Linked DNA regions of Mus musculus: regions 1 and 3 are each linked to region 2. Evidence: chromatin contacts called from public Hi-C and HiChIP or PLAC-seq data. All regions are on one chromosome and are shown on one strand. The core of a region is the stretch at or near the end of the contact, and the rest is flanking DNA. Distances in the headings are between cores, read along the strand shown. Region 1 has its middle 33 kb from the start of 1700095J07Rik. Region 2 overlaps Ube2h (ubiquitin-conjugating enzyme E2H). Region 3 has its middle 34 kb from the start of Zc3hc1.

Region 1 (4,580 bases), core at 778-3,277, 84 kb after region 2:
CTGTCTTCAGACACACCAGAAGAGGGCATCAGATCCCATTACAGATGGTTACCAGAAATTGAACTCAGGACCTCTAGAGGAGCAGCCAGTGCTCTTAACCATCGAGCCATCTCTCCAGCGCCCCCATCTTTCTTATACTTTTTACATATGCATGTATTGGGTGTGTGCCTAGGTGTGTTGTTGGGGATTGGACCCAGGACCTGTGCCAGCCAGCTAAAGTGCTCTACCACTGAGCTGCATCCCAAGCTACCTTTACATTTTCATCCATTTAGTTAGTAGACTTGAGCTGGGGTTTCACTACACGCCCTGGATGTCCTACAACTCACTTCTGTAAGCCAGCGCTGGCAATGAGCCTCCTGTCTCAGCCTGCGAAATGAGGATAGATCAGCACATAGTAGACTTCTGAGTTTGCGACCTCCCCATGCCCCGGGATCTTGCCTTGTTTCCTGGGTGCTGGGATCATAGGCACACATCACCACGCAAGGCTTAAAGATCTATTATCCAGTAAGAAAGAAAACCAGGACTGCTGGTGTGGCTTAGCGATGACGGTTGCTTAGCATGAAGCCCTCCTAAGCAGCATTACCCAGCACTCAAAGAAAGAGTGAGCAAGGAGGGGAGGAAGGAGGGGGAGAAAGAAGAGCAGTAGACAGATGACTGCCACCAGCTCGTTCAGCATGCCACCCGAGCAGGCCACATCCCTCTCTCTAGCCCCTCGGTTGTGCCGATAGACCAGTGTCAGCTTCCACCATCTCCCCCGCTCCTTGCCCAGGTGGAAGTGATGTGGGGGGAAGCAGATGTGGACGCACACGCACAATGTCCCTTCCAAGAGGGCCTGGCATGTGCTTCTCCATGTTCCTGAGATAAGGGTCTCTGTAGCTGTTTCAGGACCAGGTGAATGAGTGGAAATTTCAAAATAAAAATAAATAAATAAATAAATAAATAAATGAGGAAGACTGACTGCTCGTAAGGGCTCAGGGTTTTTTTTTTGTTGTTGTTGTTTTGTTTTTCGAGACAGGGTTTCTCTGTATAGCCCTGGCTGTCCTGAATCTCACTTTGTAGACCAGGCTGGCCTCGAACTCAGAAATATGCCTGCCTCTGCCTCCCAAGTGCTGGGATTAAAGGTGTGCGCCACCACCGCCCAGCTCAGGGTTTTTATTATAAGGGAGAAAACAGGTAGAGGCAGAGACATCTGGGAGAGTCCAGAGCGACATGACCTTGAGTAGGGCCATGTGTGGAGAGGTGACCTAGAGTGGCAGGCAAAGAACCCACAAAAAAGCCAGCATAGCCAAAATGGCTGGATTATATAGGGAAGGGCAGCCCAGCCTCTGGGCTGGAGAGTTCAGGGTAGAGGACAGGGTATGCTAACCAGGAGGACCTTGTCACCAAGGGATGCTAGGCAGCCAGCATTCACTTATATGTTAACAGGCAACTCAGTCACTCTGTCTCTGGTTTGAGAGCTAACATTCTCCTTCAGGTGTTGTAGGTTGTCTTTCATTGGAAAGCTCGATGCTCTGTCTCTGTGGATGTTCACCAGGATTCCTGGTCAGGCTTCATATGGGGGCCCCCCATTGTTCAGGGGAGAGAAAGCCTGTGCCATCAGTCCACACTTTCCTAAACTTGTTGACATGCTATGACAGGGGCCAGATTCGCATCTACCCTGCTGGTGACTCAGTTACACCGGAGTGAGAGATAATTCTCTTTGGCCCCATTTTTCAGGTGGGCAGACTGAGGCAGAGAATGGGTAGAAGGAGGGAAGGAAGGTGAGAGCTCAGAGCCACTCCCTTCTGAGACTAGGATCCTTATGTTTGCTCCTACTTCAGGGTCTTTGTTGTCTGGAATGCTTTGCTCCCCATTTTGCCTGCCGACTCTTCAACTTCAGTTGGGCAGCAGCCAAAACATCAGTTTCCCAGAGCCTTCCCTCGCCTCACCTCGAGAACACTGGCCCCTTCCAGTCACCACCCCTCATGTTGTCACATCCGCCTGTTTTGGTTCTCGGCAGGACACTCTAGCAGACTCTGCTGGCTGCCTTCCCAGCAGCCATTTCCCCTTCCTCCTGCCCGTACAACTCAGAGTTTGTTTGGGTTTCTCTTCCTAGTCCCACTCATCATGGGAATAAATTCTGATTGGTGTTTGGCAGCCTCTTCACTAGTGGTTGACTCTCTCTCTCCTCTCTTCCTTCCTGAGACAGGGTTTCTCTGTGTAGCCCTTGCTGTCCTGGAACTCCCCCTGTAGACCAGGCTGACCTCAAACTCAGAGATGCACCTGCCTCTGTCTCCTGAGTGCTGGGATGTGTGTGTGTGTGTGTGTCTGTCTGTCTGTCTGTCTCCAACCCTTCCAATCCCCTAGCCCTCCCACCTAGCTCACCTCACCCCCTCCTCGAGGGCATTACTTTCTATAGATTTTTAAATTTTCTAGAAAGGTGATACAGAGCAAGAAACCTTTCTTGTCTTTTAAAATTTTTTTTTTTTTTTTTTGGTTTTTTCGAGACAGGGTTTCTCTGTGTAGCCCTGGCTGTCCTGGAACTCACTCTGTAGACCAGGCTGGCCTCGAACTCAGAAATTCGCCTGCCTCTGCCTCCCAAGGGCTGGGATTAAAGGCATGCGCCACCACGCCCGGCGCCCTTAAAATATTTCTTATTTACTTGTGTGGCATGTGTATGCAGCAGAGACAGCATCAGGCGACAGTCGTTGGGTCTTTCTTGCTCTGTGATGCTTCACCTCTAATCCCAGGCTAGCTGCCTGAACCTTCTTGTGATTCTCCTGGTACTGCCTCCATCTTGCCCAGGGCGGTTCGGTCTACAGACACAAGCCACTTCTGGCTTTTAAATGGGTTCTGGGAATCCAAACTCAGGTTGTAGGCAATGTGTCCAGCATTTTTATGTGATGAGCCATCTCCCCAGCCTGCCCTCTCTTCCCCTTCCATTCCCTTCTGTTCTCCTTCCCTCCACCCCTGCTCTCCCTTCTCCTCTCTCCTCCTCTTCCCTTCCCTCTTATCTCTTCCCTTCCTTCCTTCCTCCCCTCCCCCTTTCTGGGCTCATGTAGTCCACAATGAAGTTTAATTTAATATATAGCTGAGGATTGTCAATGACCTTGAACTTCTAATTCTTCTGCCTCTGACTCCTGTGTGCTGGGATCATAGGTGTGCTACCACCTTTGGTTTATGCTGTGCCCAGGTTGAGTCCAGAGCTCCATGTGTGCTTCATGAGCACTCTACTCCAAGGACAGCCACACCTTAGGTCCTAGGAGCTAGGATTGTGATGTATGAACATTGAAGAGACACAATCACTCCACAAATAGGGTAAGAAAAAAAATACCCTTGTAACTTTAGCCATTTAGTGCATTGTGACTGTCTGTTACTTAGGTTTAAGAACATCAATTAGGCTGGGTAATGGTGGTGCATGCCTTTAATCCCAGCACTTGGGAAGCAGAGGCAGGCAGATTTCTGAGTTCGAGGCCAACCTGGTCTACAGAGTGAGTTCCAGGACAGCCAGGGCTATACAGTACAGAGAAACCTTGTCTCGAAAAACCAAGAAAGAGAGAGAGAGAGAGAGAGAGAGAGAGAGAGAGAGAGAGAAATCATTGACTTAGTTCTATACTCACCTATTAACTGTCTCTCTCATCAAGACATCAACTCCATGAGGGCAGCAATGTCTAGCCTATTCCTTGCCCCAGTGCCTAAGAATAGACACTTACATAAACAGCAGTGCCAGGGGGCCGCCTCTCCTGAGCACCTTCCCTCGCTGATCTTGATTAGAATTTATATTTAAAAAGCAGAATCTGATAATACAAGAAATCCTAGTCCCTGGGTAAATGAGAAGCCAGGTCTTTATTTTGAAGATCTAGAGTCTCTCTCTCTCTCTGTGTGTGTGTGTGTGTGTGTGTGTGTGTGTGTGTGTGTGTGTGTGTGACTATGTTCTAGAGTCTGTTTTATAGAGAGGCACACATTAACACATTATGTTGGTTCCAGTCTGAGCCTCTGGAGTTTCCAGTTTCAATCAAACAAGAAAATGATCAAAGAGGGCACCGCTGCTCAGGGCTCCAGTCAGGACTCAAGAGTTTGGAGTGAATCAGAATCATCTGGAACCTTGTTTAAAGTTTTCAGACGCCTGGATCCACCTCATAGACTCTGATGTAATGGGTTTAAAGTTTTTAACAAGCCACCAGGTGACTCTCAAGAGTCTGACCCCAGGAAGGCTGAGGAAGGAAGGACAGAGTTAGTTGTTCTGAGCCTGTGTGGGGAGGACAGAGATCCCTTCTGTGTGGGCAGAACCTCAGAACCTCATGTGGGCTTGTTTGAATCAGATCACCAGATCATGCATGGGTAGGCATAATAGGATGGGGTAAAAGCTGCTGTGTGTGTGTGTGTATTCAGTGTGTGTGTATTCAGTGTGTGTGTGTGAGTATTCAGTGTGTGTGAGTATTCAGTGTGTGTGTGTATTCAGTGTGTGTGTATTCAGTGTGTGAGTATTCAGTGTGTGTGTGTGTGTGTGTACTCAATGTGTGTGTGTGTTGTGTGTGTGTGTGTATTCAATGTATGTGAGTGTATTCAGTGTGTGCAGTGTATACATGTGTATAGTATGT
Region 2 (4,774 bases), core at 1,231-3,730:
AAACTAGCAGGTTACCAAAGCCTTTAGCCCACTCCCTAGTATTTCATTCCCATCTCCACAATTTATCCTTTAGTGTCTTGGTCATTCATCTAGCCACACTAAGAGATCTGGAAGGATTTTCTGAACAGCAGGAAGACAGTAGAGAATTGCAGGTTTCTAACTTGCTCCCACCTTTTTTGAAGACAGGTCTCACTCACACTGTACTGTTCTGGCTGGCCTAGAGCTTGCTATGTAGACCAGGATAGCACCTCAATCTTAGAAGAGATCTGCTTGCTGATGGCCCTGAACGCTGGGGTTCTGAAGGTCTGCACTACCACATCTGGCTCTAGCAATTTTAACAAAGTCATTAATTAAGCTGTTACTTAAAAGTCAGATTGCTCAACGCAGTGAGCCTTAACAAGTCAATTTCTTTGTCTTTCTACTGCTATTCCTAAGACTAGATTAAATAACTTCACCAAGGCAGGCGTGGTGGCGCACGCCTTTAATCCCAGCACTCAGGAGGCAGAGGTAGGCGGATTTCTCAGTTTGAGGCCAGCCTGGTCTACAAAGTGAGTTCCAGGACAGCCAGGGCTACACAGAGAAACCCTGTCTCGAAAAACCAAAAAAAAAATTAAAAAAAAAATGTCACCAACACATCGGAGAAGGGTCAGAAACAGGAAATGAGTTAAGTAACTAGCATACTATTAGCACTCAGTAATGCTAGCTTTGGCCACTAGGAATGGTATTGTGTACTTGGTCCCAGAAGCCAGGAGATAGTGCAAAGGCCCAACACAACAGGAAAAAGAATGGGTTTCAGTACAAGGAGCTTAAGCAAATTACCTCCCTCTCGTAATCTCTTTGTTTTTTGAGATAAGGTCTCAGTATGAAGACCAAGCTAGCCTCAAACTTAAAACCCTCTTGCCCTGCCCTCTGAAGGGCTGGGGTTATATGTATGCCCTATCATACCCCACTAAGTAACTTCATGCTATTGTTCACAACCTAGAAATGAAACTCTCCAGCACACACAACTATCACTCTTAAAAAGATTTTATTATTTTGTTTTTATGTATGTATATACTCATGGATGCCCAAGTAGGCTTTTTGGCATGCCCTGATGTTACAGATACAAGCAGTTGTGAGCTGTCCAACATGGGTATGAGGTTCCAAACTCTAGTCTTTGGCAAGAACACAGTCATACCCACTGAACCATCACTCCATGCCCCATAACAACTTATTTTAGGAACTGGCAAGGGGGTATTTTGATGTTGATACTATCTTTCATATATTCTCAAGTGAAAATAGAATTTATAATACTCCAACAGTTGTTGCGCAGCATTCTAATACAATTTGGTATGGTCATAACAAAACAATCAGAAAAACCCCTCCAGGATGGAAGCAAACATTGCAGATTTGGCAACCAATATGGCGACACATCTTGAGGCAATCAAATGGATGCATGTCTAAAGTGGCTGCCAACAACAGGGTTTTTAACAACACCCAAAATATATACAAATCTTAAGTGGTGTGATTATGCTTTTCAAAGGAAACTAAAACATAACTGTTTGTGGGGTATTTTTTGTTTGTTTTTTTTGAAACAGGGTCTTTCTGTGTAGCCTTGGCTGTTGTGAAACTTGAGTTGTAGATAAGGCTGGCCTGGAACTCATAAAGACCCTCCCGCATCTGCCTCCCAAATGCTGGGACCAAAGATGTGTGCCACCAAACCCAGCCTGGCATAATTTTTTTTTTCCTTTAAACTCAGTTCAAAGAAAAAAGGAACTGATTGGGAGACGGTTCAGTGTTAAAAGCCTTTGCTGTTTCTCCGCAAGGCCCAAATTTGACTCCTTACACTCACATTGGGCAATGCGCACTTGAATGTAACCCCAGTTCCAAGGCAAGAACTGTCCAGAAGCCATACATTATTAAAGGAGAACCCAGTGCCAAGAGTAGACTACTTTCCTAGTGGTCACAGAGGCTTCTCCCGGGGCTTTCAAAACAATACAGCAATGACCACTATTCTTGTTTGCCCACCAGAACTAGATGGTCTAGCTAGAACTGGCTAGAAGCTTCCTACCTGCTGTGGCTTGCCCCCAAGGCTCCAAAGGTACTATGTTGTTATACAGGCTACTGTGGAGAACTGTCAGCAGTGGCTGTTACTCAGGTGTGGACTCTGCAATAATGACTCACCAGGCAAGATGAGCCTACTGCAGCAGGAGTGGCAAGTCTGTTATGGAGTAACCAACTCCTTTCTGACTGAATTCCATGTCTGCTCCATAGAAGGAACTCATGGCAGGTACTGGAAACACATCCAAAATTCTTTGGCCGAGAAAAATCATAGGTCATAGGAAGAAGCTACTGCCACTGTTTGCTAAGTAGCCAGGATATGCCTGTCAGATTGCCTTCTAAATTACTATGTCTGTGCCCATAGATTAGTGCTGCTGTTAGACTTATTACAAGAAGGTTCTTTCTGCAGTGGTCAGAGTGACTCATAACACGGGATATTTATACCACTCCTCCAAAGCTCAGGAAACAAAGCAGAAGGGGCAGGCAGAAAGGCTGTGAGAGGCAGAGCAAAGCAGTGAGTGTGAGGGAACAACATGTGGCATGGCTATCGCACTCCTGAGCTGACTGCCTAAGTTCACTACAAGACTGGCCCCTCAGCACTGTCTTGTAATAGAGAGGGGTCCACGGAGCACTACTCTCTCTGAAGATTCACACAAAGCTAACAGTCAATATGGGATAGAGACATGCTGAAGAGGTGGCTCAGTGGTTAAGAGGACTACTCTTCCAGAGAATTCCTGAGTTCAATTCCCAGCAATCACATAGTGGCTCACAGCCATCTATAGTGCGATCTGATGACCTCTTCTCATCTGTCTAAAGACAGTGACAGTGTATTCACATATATAAAATAAATACATAAATCTTAAAAAAAGAGGCAAGGGATAGAGACGCAGTCTTCAGTGGTATAGCTACTAGAAAGGTGTCTAAGCTCCTTAATGAAATTCACTGGGCCTCTCTCTCAGACATACACACAAAGACACACACACACACACACATATACACACAGACATGAAAGGAAAGGACAGTTAGCTGGGAATGGGAAGGGAGAAAGGGAATTAGGAGGAGTGGGGTTGGGGTAATAGATGATACAGTAGAAATATACATATATGTATGAAAAGTTATAATACCTATTATGCATAAACAAAAACATCTTTTTTTAAAAAACGTGAAAAAAGGCACTGTTCGGGTCAGAATTTAAACTGATATTATTAAGGGAGCTTCAAGAAGGAAATGGCTAAGTCCTCTATTCAGCAGCACACAAGGCAGGGTCAATGTGGAGGAGGGGAGAAAAGGTAGTGGGGAGAGGAGTTCATGACATGGGTCCCTGACAGCAGGTTCATTAATAAATGGCTTTTCTCTGTGGTAACTTGGTACTCAGTTCTCTCTCTGCCCCACTCATATTCATTATCACAAAGACCATATTCCTAACCTCTCAGCCTTTTTATGTTCCTCTCCTCAATGACTGTTCCCCATCTCATTCCACTCTATATGCCCAGGACACACCAAGAACAGTCATGTCTACAAACAGCTATGCCTCTCCAGTCACAAATCCAGACATCTCCTTTCCTACCAGTCTCTTGTCCTTACCAAGGATCTTCTAAAATTCCTCCTCTTCCTACCTGCCAGGCTTTATTCAACTTCAGACAGAAGCGCTAACACGAATATCACTCTGTAGCCTGCCTCTGCAAATGCCCTCCCTCCCTCCCTCCCTCCCCCCCCTCCCTCCCTCCCTTCCTTCCTTCCTTCCTTCCCACAGAGAGTATCTATCAGGTATCCCTCTGCATGCCCTTGATGGAGCTGTTCCAGCACCACTGTCACTCCTGACTTGACACCCACACAGGCTCACTTTCTTCAGGGACACAGTCTATGACTGACGCATCTTCCACTACCTCTGACTACTATAAGTGATTCAATGCACATGCTGTGGTTAGTTGCACTATTATAATTCAGGGAATGCTGCACACATTTCAAATTGATGAAATAGCTTTTAGACTGGTTTTGATACATAAGTGAGCTTTAATTAGTGGATACAGAATCCTTGGACTTAAGAGGGTAAATTGTACTTGGAAATTAGGGTGACACTAAGAAGAAATATGTTCTTTCTAATATTTTTCAAAGCAACAGACCCTGAGTATTTGCTGGGCATGAGGGTTGTTAGCAAAACAGAGCCTTTGTAGAGTTTGTCTATTTATTGAGTTTTATTTTATTTTTTTAAGATTTATTTTATGGATGTGAATATACTATAGCTGTCTTCAGACACACCAGAAGAGAGCATCAGATTCCATTACAGATGGATGTGAGCCACCATGTGGTTGCTGGGAATTGAACTCAGGACCTCTGGAAGAGCAGTCAGTGTTCTTAACTGCTGAGCCATCTCTCCAGCCCCTGAGTTTTATTTTTTAAGAAATATAGCAACTTGTCACAATGTGCTCAACAACTCTGTGTGGACCCTCAGCCACTTAAACTCTTCTTCTCTCTGCAGCGGCTCACTGTTCTCCAGTGGCCTTTCTTACTGATTTATCCCATCCTGCAAATCATCCACTCTCTTCTCTCCACTCAATTGTGGAGCAGGTGTGTAATCAGCAGACCTTCTCATGTTCTGTGTTTTACTTTTTAGACACACAGTTTCTGTCCTGGAACTTGCTTTATAGACCAAGCTGTCCTCTAATTCAGTGATCCACCTGCCTTACCTCCTAAGTACTGGGATTAAAAGCATCTGCCACCACTGCCTGGCCCT
Region 3 (4,876 bases), core at 704-3,203, 100 kb after region 2:
TAGGAGACCTATGGCTTTTGGCACACACACACACTCTCCCTCTCCTTCTCCCTCTCAAAAACAGAAGCAAAACAAAACAGCACCCACCCACATCACTTCCTGTTTCTTGCCCGACCTCACTCACGGCCCCTTTGGCTTTTTTTTTTTTTTTTTAATAGGACCTCATGTAGCCCATGCTGGCCTTGAACTCACCACTTATCCAAAGCTGACCTTGAACTCCTGACCCCTCTGCCTCTGCCTCCCGAGTCTGGGTTCACAGCTTTCCATGTTGGCCTTCTAGTGCACAGATGAGCCCTGCTATGGGTGCAAACATTCCCCTCACAGAGGGTACCCCCAGTTTTTCTCCTGCCACACCCTTGCCTCCCTAATGCACTAAATCCAAAGAGCTGGGGACTTTCTTGTCATTTATCCTCATTTTTAACGCCTCAAAGAATGTTTTCTAACTCTGTTGTGATTTTAAGACTGATTTTTTGAACCACGGCACCCATATTTGCCCTCCTTTTACTTTGAAAAATTCCTGGGCTAAGTTTATGGGAACTGAGCCCAGATCACAGCTGACCACTGAGGAGCAAGAGAGCTGGGGCCCCTGCAGACCAGTAAGGTTCAGGGAGAGGATGGAGGTGTGGACCGTGTGGTGGAAGGAGGAGGCCACTGCCCTGTTCATTCTATGCCTTTTACTTTGACCTGTGAAGTGATTTTTCCAGAGACTCTGGGATCCCAGCATTGTGCTCACCTCGCAGTAGGCATTAGGCCTTCTGGCCTCTGATCTGGGGTGCTCACCTGCCTCAACTGGCTTTCTGAGGGGAAAAGAGGCAGGAAGTGGTGCAGCTGACCAGACTGAGCACAGGGAAGGCGCTCCTGACTCCCTGTGGCCTGCTAGTCCAGATCCAGGCTCAAGTGGCCGCAGGATAGATGACTCAGGTAAGCCGTGCAGGCCAAACAGGCAGTGTCCACAGCCCAGCAGGCCGGGCCTATAATTAGCTTGCCTGTTGTCTTCTTAGCACCATCTCCTAAGGGTGGCCCTGCTGGGCCCTGAGCCAAGGCTGGAGGAGGCTGGCAAGAATGTGGTTATCTCACTTGGTGTTTGGTTGCCCAAGATGCTGCTTCCCGATGCTTCTAAAACTGGGCATCGAGCTGAAGTACCAGCACCTCTGCTGATGGGGGAGAGCCACTGGGCGAGAAGAATCCTTCCCATAGCAAGGATGAGCTAGCGAGACATTCTGGGATGTTTTTGCCTGAGCCCAGTGCCCATTTCTTTTCCTCAGACCCAAAAGTCCCTACAGCCTGGAGACACGGGTGGCCAGGTGTGCAGCTAAGGATTGCTTAGCAACCACGTAACAAACATCAGGTCCCTTAGCTCTTAAGCAGCCCTTTGACATAGACACTGACTACTCCTGCCCCTTTTACATATCAAGAAGCAGAGGCCCCAGGAGCTGGCTCAGAAGACAGACTGATAACAAGGGCATCCAGTATTTGAGTCCAGATGGCCAGATCCCGACTGACTCTGAGCTGGCTTGGCCACAACCTGTGTGCCGTCTTGGCTGTCACTCCCCACTCTGACCTTGGCTGAATGCAGGGAGTCAGGCCATAGTCTTTGCAACTTTGTGTCTGGTTCTACCGCTGGACAGGTATGGAAAGGGCACTGGGTGGAAGGCCCTCCCTTCCCTGGCCCTGGACAGCCATGTTTACTTCTGGTTGGGAAGTGTGGCTTCATAGGCACCTGACTGACCTGACGGGGTGGTAATGAACTCATGACCTGTACCACTGACTCACGGGCCAAAGCTGCTTCCCCACTCCATTCCTCAGTTTCCCCGGTGGATCAAGGGGCAGTAATGACCTCTTTGTGTTCCGTGCCGCCATGAATCGGGGTCAGTGAGCATCAGTCACACACCCTGGAATGCTCACAAGGAAAGGGTCATCTGCCGGGCCCGAGCTGCACGGTTGCCCGTGATGACATTGCTCTGGCCCTTGGCCCTGTGGCCACGTCCTCCAGGTTTTGTTACTGGCTTAACTCTGTGGGCTGGGTTTGGAGTGACTCAGCCTGAGTGTTGGTGACACCTTGGGAGGACTGGCGTCAGTGCAGCCATGTGGAGCAAGGTGGCTGCCAGTGGCTCGTCTCCTCTTGTGGCTTTCTCTTCTGGCTTCCCAGTCAGTCTGGTCTTTAGGCATTTCTGCACGCCTCTAATGGTGGATACAATGTCTCTAATGCTGGATACAAGGGATTAGCCCTGAACTTTAAGGAGAGCATCCTCAGGAGTGCCTTTAATCCCAGCACTCGAGAGGCAGAGGCAGGAGGATTTCTGAGTTTGAGGCCAGCCTGATCTACAGAGTGAGTTCCAGGACAGCCAGGGCTATACAGAGAAACCCTGTCTCAAAAAAAAAAAAAAAAAAAAAAAAAAAAAAAAAAAGGAGAGCATCCTCCACTTCTCTGGATCTTCACTAAATACATTCTCTTTCCTCTTCTCTGGGCACCCACCTCCATGCTGTCCATTTTCCTATCACTGGACTGGTCTGTGCTACAAAGCAGGCAGCCCCAACTTCCAGTCTACACTGACTTAGACAAGACAAAGCCAGATGCTGTGGCGAGGCTGGCGAGGTGGTGTCTGCCTTCCATAAGAGCGCTAGGGAGGCACATGGAGGTGGGTCTCTGTGTCTGAGGCCAATCTAGTCTAAATAGAGCAGAGGTTCTCAACTTGTGGGTTGCAACCCAACGTGGGAGGGGTTGTCAAGTGACCCTTTCACAGGGGTCACATAAGGCCACCGGAAAACTGGTATTTACATTACCATTCCTAAGTGTAGCAAAATTAATTAGTCATGTAAAAAGAAAAAAAAAATCACGAGAAACTGTATTAAAAGGGCCACAGCATTAAGAAGGTTAAGAACCACTGACAAAATTTCCAGACCAGACAAGGCTACAAAGTGAGACATTTTCTAAGACAAAACAAAACAAAACAAATCAAAACACCCGAAAAATGATGCAGAAATGAGGGTGAACCATTTGGAAAGGAGAGTTGTCGCCCAGGGCCTGTCCCCCAGTGATTGGTGGCGGTGGGTCCGTGGTTGTTTGAAAGGCAAGCTGGAGTTTAATGTGAAGCACTGGCGGCACCTAATGGCTCTAGTGGGTACTGCTAGTATTACAGCTTGACACTATAGCTAACCTGACCTTGAGTCTGGACTAAATACCTAAGTTTTTGGAAAGTGGGCAGATGCTATGGCTCTCATAAAGGGGAAGTTTTCTAAGTTTTCTAGCCATTTACTACCTCATACGTCACATTTTCCTGGATGTCTAGTTACCTACAGAACACAGATCACTCTAGTTACACACGTTTTTGACCCACATTAGATAAAGAGCAACTTAAAAACTCTGAGTATCATTCCACTATATGAATAAACTACATTACAATAATAGTCCTGGGCTGGGGAGATGGATCAGCGGGTAAGAGCACTGACTGCTCTTCTGAAGGTCCCGAGTTCAAATCCCAGCAACCACATGGTGGCTCACAACCACCCATAATGAGATCTGGCATGTCTGAAGTCAGCTACAGTGTACCTATGTATAATAATAATAAATAAATCTTTGAAAAAAAAACAATAATAGTCCTTTGATTTTTTTTTTGAGGCAATGTTTTTCTTGTTTTGTTTTGTAAGACAGGGTCTCAGTATGTGGGCCATCCTGGAACTATGTAGGACAGACTGGCCTCAGTACACACAGCTTCACCTGATTCTACCTCCTGAAAGGTGACATTAAATGCGCCCGCCACTGTGAATGACTACACTATTTTTTAGATCTATTTTCTGCATATGGGTGTGTGTTCTGCATGTATGTTGATGTGCCACGTGCATACTTGGTGTGAGAGATGACCAGAGGGTGTCAGGTTCTCTAGAACCAGGGTTATGGATCATGTGGGTGGGGAAAACTGAACTTGGGTCCATTTTAAGATCAAGATATGCTTTTAACCTCTGAGCCATTTCCCTGGCCCTTACAATAATCATTTCAATAATTTAAATGATAGTCTCCCAAGCTATACTCTGTAATCAATTACCAGATGTTTAGGTTATCTTCAATTTATTTCAAGTAGAAATATATAAACATTGTCATGCATATGTCTTGTCTTTTGTGGAACCTTGGCTAGACTTTGGATACAGATGGTCCAAACTTGAATGTTGGCCCTCATTGGCTAGTGACTTTGAGCAAAGTATTATGTTTCAGCATCCTCATTTGTGAAAAGGAATAGTGATTATATGGGGCTTTAATGATGAAGCTAGGCCTCGTGTGTAGGCAAATGTCTGAAAAAACGAGTAAGATCAGTTTTCCAGTGTCCTCCTGCTGAGCACTGCTCTTCCGTCCTCCCCACCTCCCTCACACTGCACGAGAAGCACATTCTAGACACAGCCTTGACTCTTAAGATGGCCACAGAGCTGCCTCATTTGTGGGGACTACAGTGCAGCTTCCTTTCTATTGGCTCTTACTGGGCTAGACAGGACTGGCCTGGAACTGAACAGACTTTGAAAAGGGTCGCGTGTGTGTGTGTGTGTGTGTGTGTGTGTGTGTGTGTGTGTGTGTGTGTGTGTATGTCTGGTCTTGACTTCTTCCTGAAGGTAGTGAAGGCCTTCCTGGTAGATAAATCTGGAGTCCTAGGCATTTTGGTTCCGACTTCTACCCCCTGGTTGCTGGTCACTTTCGTCTCTACAGCTCACTGATGTACTGGGTAGACAGCTCAGAGCATCGAGTACAAGGTCAATAAACGGATTAAAACACTCTGACCCTCAATCCCTGTGACCTCACTGCCCTACCCAGAGGCCTGTGCACGGTCTCCTGGTCCTCCATTGGTTTCAGCTACATGAATCAATTTAGTTAGGGAGGCACTGAAAAGAG

The links. A called contact is a pair of places that touch in the nucleus more often than the background predicts. HiChIP or PLAC-seq counts read pairs in DNA pulled down with a chosen protein or histone mark.
Region 1: a Hi-C map of bone marrow-derived macrophages shows a contact between it and region 2, with 2.9 times the contacts expected there. The contact joins two enhancer-like sites. A contact is called at or near these places in 4 of 484 Hi-C or Micro-C datasets (bone marrow-derived macrophages, embryonic stem cells, nephron progenitors and 1 more), 7 of 115 datasets of contacts at active chromatin or transcription factors (astrocytes, bone marrow-derived dendritic cells, bone marrow-derived macrophages and 3 more) and 4 of 9 other capture datasets (adipose tissue, embryonic stem cells, liver and 1 more).
Region 3: a contact with region 2 is called in an H3K27ac HiChIP or PLAC-seq map of embryonic stem cells, with 8 read pairs. The contact joins two enhancer-like sites. A contact is called at or near these places in 2 of 39 promoter capture datasets (HPC-7-derived erythroid cells and embryonic stem cells), 4 of 15 datasets of contacts at CTCF or cohesin (CD8 T cells, the NIH/3T3 cell line, large pre-B cells and 1 more), 21 of 484 Hi-C or Micro-C datasets (the AtT-20 cell line, B cells, CD4 T cells and 14 more), 11 of 115 datasets of contacts at active chromatin or transcription factors (the NIH/3T3 cell line, VIP interneurons, cardiomyocytes and 7 more) and 4 of 9 other capture datasets (adipose tissue, liver, macrophages and 1 more).

Annotation. Positions count from the first base shown.
Region 1 is chr6:30,335,019-30,339,598 of GRCm38.p6, forward strand. No RefSeq gene overlaps it. Among named protein-coding and RNA genes, the nearest start is that of 1700095J07Rik, 33 kb to the left of the region's middle. Within about 2 kb of position 2,028, at least 156 of the 459 cell types and tissues checked have an H3K27ac peak or open chromatin away from gene starts, as enhancers often do. A contact at or near this core is called in bone marrow-derived macrophages, where this site is marked.
Region 2 is chr6:30,250,326-30,255,099 of GRCm38.p6, forward strand. All of the region lies in intron 3 of Ube2h (ubiquitin-conjugating enzyme E2H), which reads right to left. Among named protein-coding and RNA genes, the nearest start is that of Ube2h, 52 kb to the right of the region's middle. Within about 2 kb of position 2,481, at least 43 of the 459 cell types and tissues checked have an H3K27ac peak or open chromatin away from gene starts, as enhancers often do. A contact at or near this core is called in bone marrow-derived macrophages, where this site is marked.
Region 3 is chr6:30,354,873-30,359,748 of GRCm38.p6, forward strand. No RefSeq gene overlaps it. Among named protein-coding and RNA genes, the nearest start is that of Zc3hc1, 34 kb to the right of the region's middle. Within about 2 kb of position 1,954, at least 82 of the 459 cell types and tissues checked have an H3K27ac peak or open chromatin away from gene starts, as enhancers often do. A contact at or near this core is called in bone marrow-derived macrophages, where this site is marked.